Linked DNA regions of Gossypium hirsutum: region 1 is linked to region 2. The links are chromatin contacts, called in public Hi-C maps. All regions are on one chromosome and are shown on one strand. The core of a region is the stretch at or near the end of the contact, and the rest is flanking DNA. Distances in the headings are between cores, read along the strand shown.

Region 1 (5,487 bases), core at 1,696-4,195, 180 kb before region 2:
TAAGAATTCAGGCTTTAGACTTCTTCACTTGGATAGTGCCTTCATGGGTGAATTCAAGCTTCTATCATATCTCTTTGGTATTTGAACAAGGCAAAACTCTACTATACTCATATAGACCAAGTGCACAAAATAAAATGTGCATTGCCTTTGGCATTAAGTCTAATGTTTCTCCTATCTTCCTCATTTCATTCATTCTTGTTTTTTAGAACTAAAAACTCTCCTTCTTATTTGAATGAAATTGAAGGATCATCCATAATAATATCCTAAACGGCAATATTATTTGTTTGGATGAACAACATCATCCTTATCTACCAATAGGAATAGTTAACACTACTGAGATAAGAAGGTTTGGAAATAGATTGAGACTTACCAAGAAAATTGACCTAGAAGTAAATGTCATTGTTATAGAATGAGTTGATAATCGTTTTAGCTTCTCTGAGGATCTTCTGTTGGTTGTTAAACAGTCTTTAGAGACTAGCTTTGATACTAATTTTTAGCTCGATAATTCAACTCGAAATCACCAAGAGGGAAGGAGAATTGACCTTTAAGAAAAATGGTGGAAGAAATGAAAGAATATGAAACAATGAACACAAGAATTTAAAGGGGTTCAGCCCCAATTGCCTACTCCACTACCTTAGCTTTCCACAATTAAGGATTTTCCTAAATTTAATAATTTGATAACCTTTGAGGATAAGATTTAACCTTACAATCTACTTTAAGATTTCTACCTAAAGTTTTAAGATTGCAACTCCTTTAAGGTTTCTACCCAAACCTTAAGATTGTAACTCCCTCATGGCTTTTACCTAAACCTTAAGATACAACCCTCTTAAAAGATATAAAGAAGAAAACAAAGAAATGATCCTTAAAAGATCAAAATGTTTTCCAATAAAGCTCAAATAAATAATAATATGCTTGAGCTAAAAAATAACAATGAAAGCTCAGAAATGTGTACAAGAAAGGTATGAAGAATTAAGCAATAAGGTTTTTTTTATTGATCTTTAAGCTTGATGATCTCTCTTATTGTTGTAGGATATTTAGAAGCTGATATTTATACCCCATAATTGATTTCTAATTGTTGTGGTTGTTGGAGATATGAATAGAGTCGTTAGGGATGTGAAAAGTAGTGCATTTAATTCATATGTAACAACGAGTATTAGTACCAGCTAAAAAGGTATCAATAATTTTTGCATTTAATGCAAAGTTCAGTAGCTGTTGTAGCTAAAGATATCGATACCAATGAACTTTTATCGATACCATATAAAAAGTATCGATACTAGACCGATACTTAGCTAAATTGGTTGAAAACGGAATGTTAATTTGGTGTCGATTTTAGAATGGGTATCGATATTTTGAAAACTATAGATACTGATACTTTTTTGCCTAGAGAAATACTAACTTGTTTTAAAACAATTTTAACTTAATTGCAAATGTTTAACTCAACTAAAACTATTTTAACTTGATTTTATCATTTTACCAATTTTGTTTAATTTAACTTTTATTTAAAAATATTTTAATTTGTTATATCAAAACATATTATCAAATAAAGCTAGTTTAACATGTGAAAGCCTTTGATTTCCATTAACGTCGCCTCGTGGCACACTAAGGTTGTTCAATGTGGCAAAATTGAGTAATTTCCCTAAAAAAGGTTTAAAAAGCATAAAAATTTATAGAAATTATAAAAGAATTCTAAAATTATAAAAGAATTAGAACTTTGAAATTTTTTTAAAAATAGAATTTTTGAAAGTTATAAAATTATAAAAAATTTACAAATTTATAAAAATATTAAAAAATAATAGAAAATTATTAAAATTTTAGAATTTTTAAAAATTTTAAAAAATTACACCTAATTTTTTATAATTTTTCAAAAATTATTATAGAAAATTATAAAAATTATTAAAAAATATTTAAAAATTATGAAAATATAACAATTTTTTTTATGCAGCCATCTTTGAGTTTGGTCAACTTGTCAATATCATTAATATAAGCATAAGCTCCACAAGGGAACATGGTGTTCTCATTAGGGAGCCTGAACCTATCCTCTTTAACCTTAACCCAATTCTGGTTCTTTTTCTCGTTGGTTAATTCTTTATGTCACAAATTAGTGAACTATGCTGATTCTTTTTCATAATTTTATATAATTTTTAATAATTTTCTATTTTTAATATTGTTTGCAATTTTTATAAGTTTTTACATTTTTATATTATTTTAAATAAATTTTAATATATTTTTATAATTTTTCCTTTTTATAATTTTTTGAAATTCTAATTCTTTTACAAATTTTTTTTAAAAAAATTTATATTATTTTTTAGATAAATTTCCATATATTTTTAAAAATTCTATTTTTTTTGAAATTCTATTTTTTTATAAGTTTAAAATTTTTTATTATTTTTAAATATTTTAAATGAAAATTAGCATATTTCATCATGTGGCACAACCTTAACGTGCCATAGTGAAATTAACGGACTTAAGGGATTTATATTAAAATTAATTCGACCAAGGGCTCAATTGAGTGTTATTTTCAATTAAAATCTTAATTTACTATTAACTTATTTTACTTAGGCTTTTTTTATATATTAGGTTTAGAAACAACCCTATTATAAATTCACTAAATGTTCACATTAGAGCTTAGATTATTGTCAAATCTTTCAAAAAATAATCATGTAAGGGCTTAAACTTTAAGAAAGACATTTTTATTTACTTTATAATAAAAGTTATGCAAATATTGATGTATTTAAAATAAAACATATAAATTGAATTAAATATTATTTAAAAAATAAAAGTATAATTTAAAATCTATAAGATATTTGAATTTAAACTTTTTCTTTTTGAAAGGTTTATTTAACAAATTTTAGCCTAATTTTAGCCTAATTTGAGCATTTTGTGTGTTTTATATGAAGATTTTGGAAGTGACCTCTACAAAGTTACACCCAATTTCAATTCCTCAAACTTTATTACCTTTTTATTTATTTCACCACGTATCATTTAATCCTTCTAAAGTCGACAATTTGATTGTTTTTCTCTTTAGCTGATTCAATCAAAAAGCTTTCGCCATTTCTGCAACTCTCTCACTCTCTCTCTCTCTCTCTCAAAAGCTGCCCCATTCCCCCTCCCCCCACTATTTTAAATTCATAATCGCTCAACAAAAAACAAAGGTAGGTTTTGATTCTCTCTTTTCAAAGAAAACAAAGAAATTTTGGAGTCCTGCATAATCAAGAAGTTCTCCCGAAACCCATGCTTCCAAGGGTTAATGGCGGTGTTATTTGGATGGAAGATAAAGAAGATGAAGACTCAGCTTCATGGAACCGAACCAACTACAACAGCAACAATAATAATAACAACAATAACAGTGGTGTTATAATGGAGAACAAAGAAGATATGGGTACTTTTTCAACATTCAAATCCATGTTAGATGATGAATGGTACGTAGGAAACAACAGCATTTCAAGCCATCAAGATATTAGAGACCTTTCCTTTACTTCAAATCTTGGTGACCATCATAGAGATAATCTTTTGCTCCATCATCATTCTCTTCCTTCAGTGGATTCTTCATCTTCATGTTCACCATCTTCCTCCGTTTTCAACCATCTTAACCCATCTCAGGTGCAGTACTTTTGCCAACCAAAACCAAACTTATCTTCAATCCTTAATTTTGTTTCTAATAGCCCTTTAGACCATGGTTTTGATTTGAGTGAAATTGGGTTCCTTGACAACCAAGCAACAAATGGTATTAATTTGTTGAACAGGGGAAATGCTGGGGTTTTGGGTAGTTTAACTGATCTAGGTCATGATAATCATTTAGACCCTGCTAATTTGTGTCCTGAGGCTCAGTTTTCGAGTTCTCGGATAGCTCAGCTACCAGAAAATGGTGCCGGGTTTGCTGGTTTTCAAGGGTTTGATGAGAATCCTGGAAATGCTCTGTTTTTAAAGAGATCTAAGTTGTTAAGGCCACTAGAAAGTTGTCCTTCCGTTGGTGCACAACCTAATTTATTCCAAAAAAGAGCAGCTATGAGGAAGAATTCAACTGATAGTGGACCAAATTTCGGGGTGTTAGATGGAGGAAAGGTTAGTGTTTCAAGTGGTACTGGGGGAGATAAAGGGAAGAAAGAAATGGGTAAAGAAGAGAATGAGAAGAGGAAAATTAACAGCAGAGATGATGTAGAAGATGTGAGCATTGATGGGTCAGCTCTGAATTATGATTCAGATGAGTTTACTGAGAATACCAAGGTGGAGGAAACTCTTAAAAATGGGGGAAATACCATAAATGCAAACACTAGTGCTACTGGAGGAGACCAAAACCAAAAGGGTAAAAGGAAAGGGCTTCCTGCTAAGAATTTGATGGCTGAGAGGCGCCGTCGGAAGAAACTCAATGATAGGCTTTACATGTTGCGCTCTGTTGTTCCAAAGATTAGCAAAGTAAGAATTTTCTTTCAGACTTTCTTTTTTATCTTGTGAATTCAAGTATGAACTATTGTGTTCATTTTGATCCTCGGAAAAACATCAAATTTTCTTACTTTTTCTTATTTTGGTGTGTGTGTTTTTGTTTTCTGGGTGGCATTTTTGGATTATATGTGAGTCACTGGCAATCTTTTGTTTTTATGTGTTCTCAAAAAGCTGTGAGAAAGTTAGCATTAATTTCTCTCACATGGAGTCTGGTTGTGTGTTTCAAATTTCACCATAATTCTTTGGACCACATTTCAGTAACTTCTTTCAACTCATCCATAAGTAAAGTTCAATACTTGCAATCTTTTCTTATCATGTCTTTATACTTTTATATTTGAGCACCGTAAATAGTTACATTGTTGGTATTTTAGCAACAATATAAAACACTGAAAATATGAAAGAAAGATATATTGAAAGCACACAATAATCTGTTGTATTGTTAAGATTATATAGGCAAAAAAAAAAAAAAACAGAAGCCTGTTAAACTTACTCCTAAAATCATACCACAAACACTTAACTTACTCCTAAAATCATTTCACAAAAAATTAAAAATTAAAAAGCCCTAAAGACTTGGTCTACAGACCTATTATTAAGCAAGTCTAAGGCACATTCTCAGGCACATTCTCAACACACATCTTATGTGCTCTGTGTTTATATTTTTCTTCAAGTATCTATGTTTAGCTCGCCCACGAAGCCGACTCTCTAAATTCATGGAAACAACTTTAAAAAATTTGAATGTACCCCATACCCATGGGTTTGTCAAATGAAGAGTAGTTAAACTTCTAATCTAACTAACCTCGACGAAGGAGCATGTTACTTTACTTGCAAAAGAAGGGTTTTGGAAAGTTCATATTTTCTCATTTTTGCTTCTTAGAAATAGTATGATTTACCTTCTCCTTTTACTTATAGATGGATAGAGCTTCAATTCTTGGGGATGCTATCGAGTACCTGAAGGAACTTCTACAGAGAATCAATGACCTCCACAATGAATTGGAGTCAATCCTTCCAAGCTCCTCACTGACACCTACAACCAGCAGTTTCCATCCA
Region 2 (5,801 bases), core at 2,791-5,290:
GGTACTTCAAAATAGCACAACTCAAATACAGAAACAAAGAAAAAGAACCACAGTTCGCAAAAACTCGAAAGAAATTATAGAGAAAAAACCTCAAAAGAGAGACAATGCTAAAAGTTTTAGAGGAAAGCACTCAGCTGAAATCCCTATGCCCACTACCCAATTTCGGCACAACTCCACTACACCTTAAACTCTACTTTTTCCTCCCCTTATCTCTCTCCTGGAATTTCTCCACCTTATTCTAATCAACCACCCATTCAAATTCCAACTAAACACCTCAATTTTGGTCAACCTAGGATACTTCCCTAGCACTTGTAGCAAAAATAAAATGCTCCTTCTACCTTGCCAATGCTTGAACCTCAGACCCAAAGAAACACTCTACACGCCACTTACCACTAGCCTAGCAAGATTTTTATGCAAAATTTTACCCACAATAATTCAAAAGACTACTAACTAAGAGCAAGGGATATTCTAAAATAAAATAAAATAAAAACCAAAGTTTTTGCAATTGCCCAAGCTTGAACCCAAGACTTCTCAGGCACTTCCCAGCACACTTAACCACTGAAGCAGACAGATATTTGCGTTACACAACATACAGAAAATGAGTACCTATATTTTGGGGCATTACAACTACTTAGTTTCTAACCTCACAGTCCAGACTAGTTTGGGGTGAAGGTGTTTATGGATAGGTCATACCAATTTTGGGTTAATTCTCACCTTGATGACTTCCTAAGGTCGTCAGGCCTAAGCTTTTAGGTTCTTCCTTTCCCAAACAGTTGATTCGTTGAGTAACCCTACAAGACATTTAATAGATCATACCTCTATTTGCTAATCCCCTATAAATGGATTAGTTCCTCATGGTTTTCATGAACAATATAAATTTGATATAAAGAATAAGCATGATAAACGAATTGAAAGTATAGAGTTTAAGGAAATGCCTGATTTGTATTAAAGATGAATATGAATCCACAAGTTTGACCATCTTCCACAAAGCGGATCTCTCGAGATAAAAAAGAACAACTTGAAAATAAATCTAAAACCTAAAAAGAAAGAAAAACTAAACTGAAATTAAAAGCAGAATTTTAAACTAAGTAATATGTGTCCATAACATATGAAAAATGAGCCTATTTATAGATTTCAGGTGGTCGTCATCATCCTTAACCCTAGGTTAGTTGACATTTCTAAGCTTTAAGTTTGATTGTGCCGACCAAAACGCCCTCTGGCTCGTGTTAGTTTTCGTCCAGAACCGATGTAGTGACATAAGGGTTAGTATACTCATCGTGGGATATCTTCAAGGGTATGTCGTGACACCTTTAGTCTATGTCGCGAAAACGAAGGCAACTTCGTGATTTCTTCAAGGGTATGTCATGTCATTCCGCGTTGCGACGTAGTGACCAACATCTATTTACTACACCTTTTAATGGTCTTCTGCACACTTACACAGTTCACTAGCTCCTCCTTAAGCCTCATTCGGCCCCTAAGGTTAATGAAAGACTCAATTTGTACATTTTATTAACTTTAAGAAATCTTGCAAAAACATAATTAAAACCTTATGAAAATGCTTGCTTTCAAGCTCTTAAAGAGCGAAAATTAGTTTAATATGTTATACTAAATTACGACAAATCAGAGTGTTGTTTTGATGGTAGTAGATCATCTCACAAAATATGCCCATTTTATGGCCCTATCCCATCCCTATACTTCTAGGACTATAGCTCAACTGTTCATGGAAAATGTGTACAAGCTACATGGGATGCCTGACTCCATTATATCTAATAGGGACAAGCTATTTGTTAGTAATTTCTAGCAGGATTTGTTCAAACGAGTGGGAACTAAACTTCACCTATCCACTACTTACTATCCTGAGACTGATAGGTAAACAGAAGTACTGAATGGGTGTCTTGAAGGCTATCTGAGATGCATGTCGGGGGAGAGACCACAGGACTAGGTAAGTTGGCTTCCCTTAGCTGAGTGGTGGTATAATTCCACATTCCACTTAGCCATTCAAAATACAATTTATGAGACACTACATGGCCAGACACCTCCTCATCATACAACATAATTAGCTGGGACATGACTGGTGGCTGTTGTAGATAGAATTTTGCATCATCGTAAGGCTATAAGACAACTGTTAGAATTCTATCTGAAGAGAGCACAAGATAGAATAAAGCAACAAGCTTATAGACACAAAACAGGCAGACATATTGAAATTGGGGATTGGGTTTATTTGAAGCTTCAACCTTACAGACAGTATTCTATGGAAGGTTACTTAACCAAAAATTAGCTCCCAAGTATTTTGGGTCATACATGGTGGAAGGTAAGATCAAAAGGTAGCATACAAGATGTAGCTGCCCCCAAGGATCTAGAATTCACCCTACTTTTCATGTTTCATAACTTAAGAAACATGTTGGAGCTGCTCATGTATAAGTGTCTCTGCCAGTAGTGGACAACCAAGGATTTTGGGCCAAAAAGCCTATTCGAATTTTAGATAGAAGGATGGTGAAGAGTGGGAATGTGGCCACAACTGAAGTTTTGGTTGAATGGGTGAATTCATTTCCAGAGGATGCCACATGGGAATCCTTGGTGCAGCTGAAGGATGCTTACCTTCATATAGATCCTAGAGGACAAGGATCTTCTTCAAGGAGAGAGTAGTTGTTATGGGTAGTTGGGCCGAGAGCAGGTTGTAAAAACGGTGTGCATCAGGTTAAATAAAATGAAATGTTTCATAGAAACAATCGTACAATTTGTTTTGTTTGTTTTTCTGTTATTTCGACTGTTAGACAATTCAATTGTTTTTCCTATATATCAGCATGTAATTGACAGTATTGGATATGAAAATTGAAAACTATCAACACACCTTTCTAATATGCATTGTTCTCTCCCCTATTTTCTATTCTTCTATTCTCTTCTCTTCTCTTTCTCGGATTTTTTATTTCGTTCTTAACAAATTTATCTTGGTTGAGAAAGTAAGGTCAGGAGATAAGCAAGTATCAATCAACCGATTAGTTAATTAGAGGCCGAGAGGTAATAATTAGTTAATCGGTAGCTAATCAACCTTAAAACCCTAATTCGAAGTTAGTTACAAACCTTGAAGCGAGTTAATCTTCCTGATTGGTTTATTGATTAAGTCGTTTGTTTATTTTTCTTGTTTATTCATTTTAGTTAATTAAATTATCTCTTTAATCTATTTTATGATTTATCGTAATATAGGAATTAATTACTACTACTTAGACTTATTACTGTAAAAATATTTTCATAATTTACTCCATCCTCCCTTAGGTACGATTCTTATAATACTTTCAAGTATTTCATTTTACTAACTATATTACAATTCAATTTGTGCAATTGCGAACACTGCCGTTCTAAATTCTTATATATTTTTTGTGTTATATTTTATTACTCTAAACGACAACTCATTTATAAGCGACAAAAATTTAAAATATTAATTCATCTCTCTCTTTATATTTTCGTACCTAACAAAAACAATACTCTTGATTTTTATAGATTAAATTAGTTCTGTCAATTATAACACTAAACATTTTTTAAAAAAAAGTAAAAAACTTAACTTTATTTAGTTTATATTAATTATTAACATAGCTTTAAATTTTTTTAAAAATTAATTTTTTTTAATGTTCTCTATGTTGGTTTTATAGTTCATGTTTAAAGTTTATAGTTCACTCCCAAAAATATTCTCTTTAATGTCTGGATTTTTTTCATTGAAAATACAAAATATCTTACCATAACGCTTAATAATTTTATATTATTTTTTATATTTAGTTTAATTAATTTTAAAGTTCAATAAATTAATTAAAATTACCTTAAAATAAATTATTTAAAATTTTATATTTAAAATTTCTTAATTTTAACATAAACTAATATAATTTGAAGTTTACTTTTAGATATTTATAAATTTAAAATTAAAATGCTGAGGTGTTCGATTTCGTTGACTGAAAAGCTTAAACCGGGATTTTAATTAGAGTACAAATACATGGGCCAAACAGCCTAGAAAAGTGAAGCCAAAAGCCCACCAAAGTGTGCTGTAAACGTTCCCCTTCCTCGCTGATTCTTTTATCTTTTTCTGTTTTTCGCAGACTAAAAGCGTCTCCATTTTTTCACCTTGAAAATCCTTCAAAACAATGCGTTTATCTTCAAAGCAAACGGTCTATTGTTTCACGAAATCAAGGCTCTCTCGTCTCAAATCGGCTTCCCTTTGTACATCAGCTTCAAATGACGCCGAAGCCGTGGAAATCGCTTCTATCCTCAGTAAAAATGACTGGAAACGACTTCTTGAAACATCATCAGAATTGACAAGCAAGCTGAACCCAGAAATAGTTCACTCCGTTCTTCTCCAAAACTCGATTCATGATCCCGAACGCCTTTTCAGTTTCTTCAACTGGGCAAGTCAGCAATCCCCGAACCCTCAAAATTTGGATTCTTTTTCTTTTCTAGCAGTTACTTTATGTAATTCGAAGATGTTTCGTAAAGCCACTATTGTTTTAGACAGCATGGTTAGGACTAGAAGGCCCGTTCAGGCCATTTTGGGTTCAATTATTAGGTGCTGGAAGGGCTATGAAGGGAATTATGTCGGGGTTTTCGATATTTTGATTGGTTGTTATAAGAAAATGGGTTCTTGGAACGATGCTGTTTATGTTTTTTTGGGTGCTAAAGAAGTTGGGGTTTTGCCTGGTTTGGCTTGTTGTAATAACTTTTTAGGTGATTTGCTTAAGGTAAATAAGTTGGATTTGTTTTGGAAGGTTTTCAATGGGATGATAGATGCTAAATTGGTGCCTGATGTTTATACTTTTACCAATGTGATTAATGCTCATTGTCGAGTAGGGGATATTGAGAAGGCAAAAAGGGTGTTTATGGATATGGAGGAGAAGGGATGTAGCCCTGGTTTGGTTACTTATAATGTTATGATTGGTGGACTGTGTAAAGCTGGTGCTGTTGATGAAGCATTGAAGTTGAAAAACTCCATGAGTCGGAAGGGTTTCAACCCTGATGCATATACTTACAATACGGTTATTAATGGGTTTTGTAGGCATAACAGATTTCAGGAAGCAAAATTGATGATGGAGGAAATGCGTTGTGCAGGCTTAAATCCTAACCATTTTGCTTACACAGCTTTGATTGATGGGTTCATTAAACGGGGGAGCATGGCCGAGGCTTTCCAAGTCAAGGATGAGATGGTTGCTTGTGGAATTAAACCGAATGTGTTCACGTATAATGTGCTTATTGGTGGGGCTTCTAAGGCTGGTGACTTGGAGAAAGGAAAAGCTCTGTTCGATGAGATGGTTTTGATTGGCATCGGACCTGATGCACAAACATTTAGTCTTATGATCCAGAGTTATTGTCGACAAGGGAATTTTCTCAAGGCCCATGAATTGTTTGAAGAGATGAAGGAACACAACTTGACACCCACGATGTACACTTATAATGGTATAATTAGTGGATTATGTCACTGTGGAGATCTTGGTCGAGCTAATTATGTTTTTGAGGCAATGATTAAGGTAGGGTTGAAGCCCAACGTTGTTATGTATACAAATCTGATAAAAGGTCATATTCAGAAAAGTAGATTCAAGGAAGCAAGAAAGATTCTCAACAGAATGATGGAGAATGGACAAATGGCTGATATCTTTTGTTGCAATACTCTTTTAAGTGGCTTATGTAAGTCCCAAATGATGGACGAAGCAAGGAGCTTCTTAGTCGAAATGGTTGACAGGGGGTTGAAGCCTAATGAAATTACCTATGGGACTTTAATCCATGGATATGCTAAGGCCGGGGAAATGGAGGCAGTAGAAAGGTGT

Evidence for each region. Hi-C and Micro-C count contacts between places; a contact is called where the count stands out from the background.
Region 1: a Hi-C map of leaf shows a contact between it and region 2, with 2.0 times the contacts expected there. The contact joins the promoter of LOC107886207 here to the promoter of LOC107887593 in region 2. A contact is called at or near these places in 9 of 34 Hi-C or Micro-C datasets (callus, fibers, leaf and 2 more).

The regions. Positions count from the first base shown.
Region 1 is chrA03:13,650,238-13,655,724 of Gossypium_hirsutum_v2.1, reverse strand. LOC107886207 (transcription factor ICE1) reads left to right here and starts at 2,945. Exons shown (of 5, transcript XR_005922700.1): 1 at 2,945-4,413; 2 at 5,350-5,487.
Region 2 is chrA03:13,475,818-13,481,618 of Gossypium_hirsutum_v2.1, reverse strand. It overlaps LOC107887593 (pentatricopeptide repeat-containing protein At5g61990, mitochondrial-like), which reads left to right and starts at 4,040. Exons shown (of 1, transcript NM_001326743.2): 1 at 4,040-5,801. The coding sequence starts at 4,131.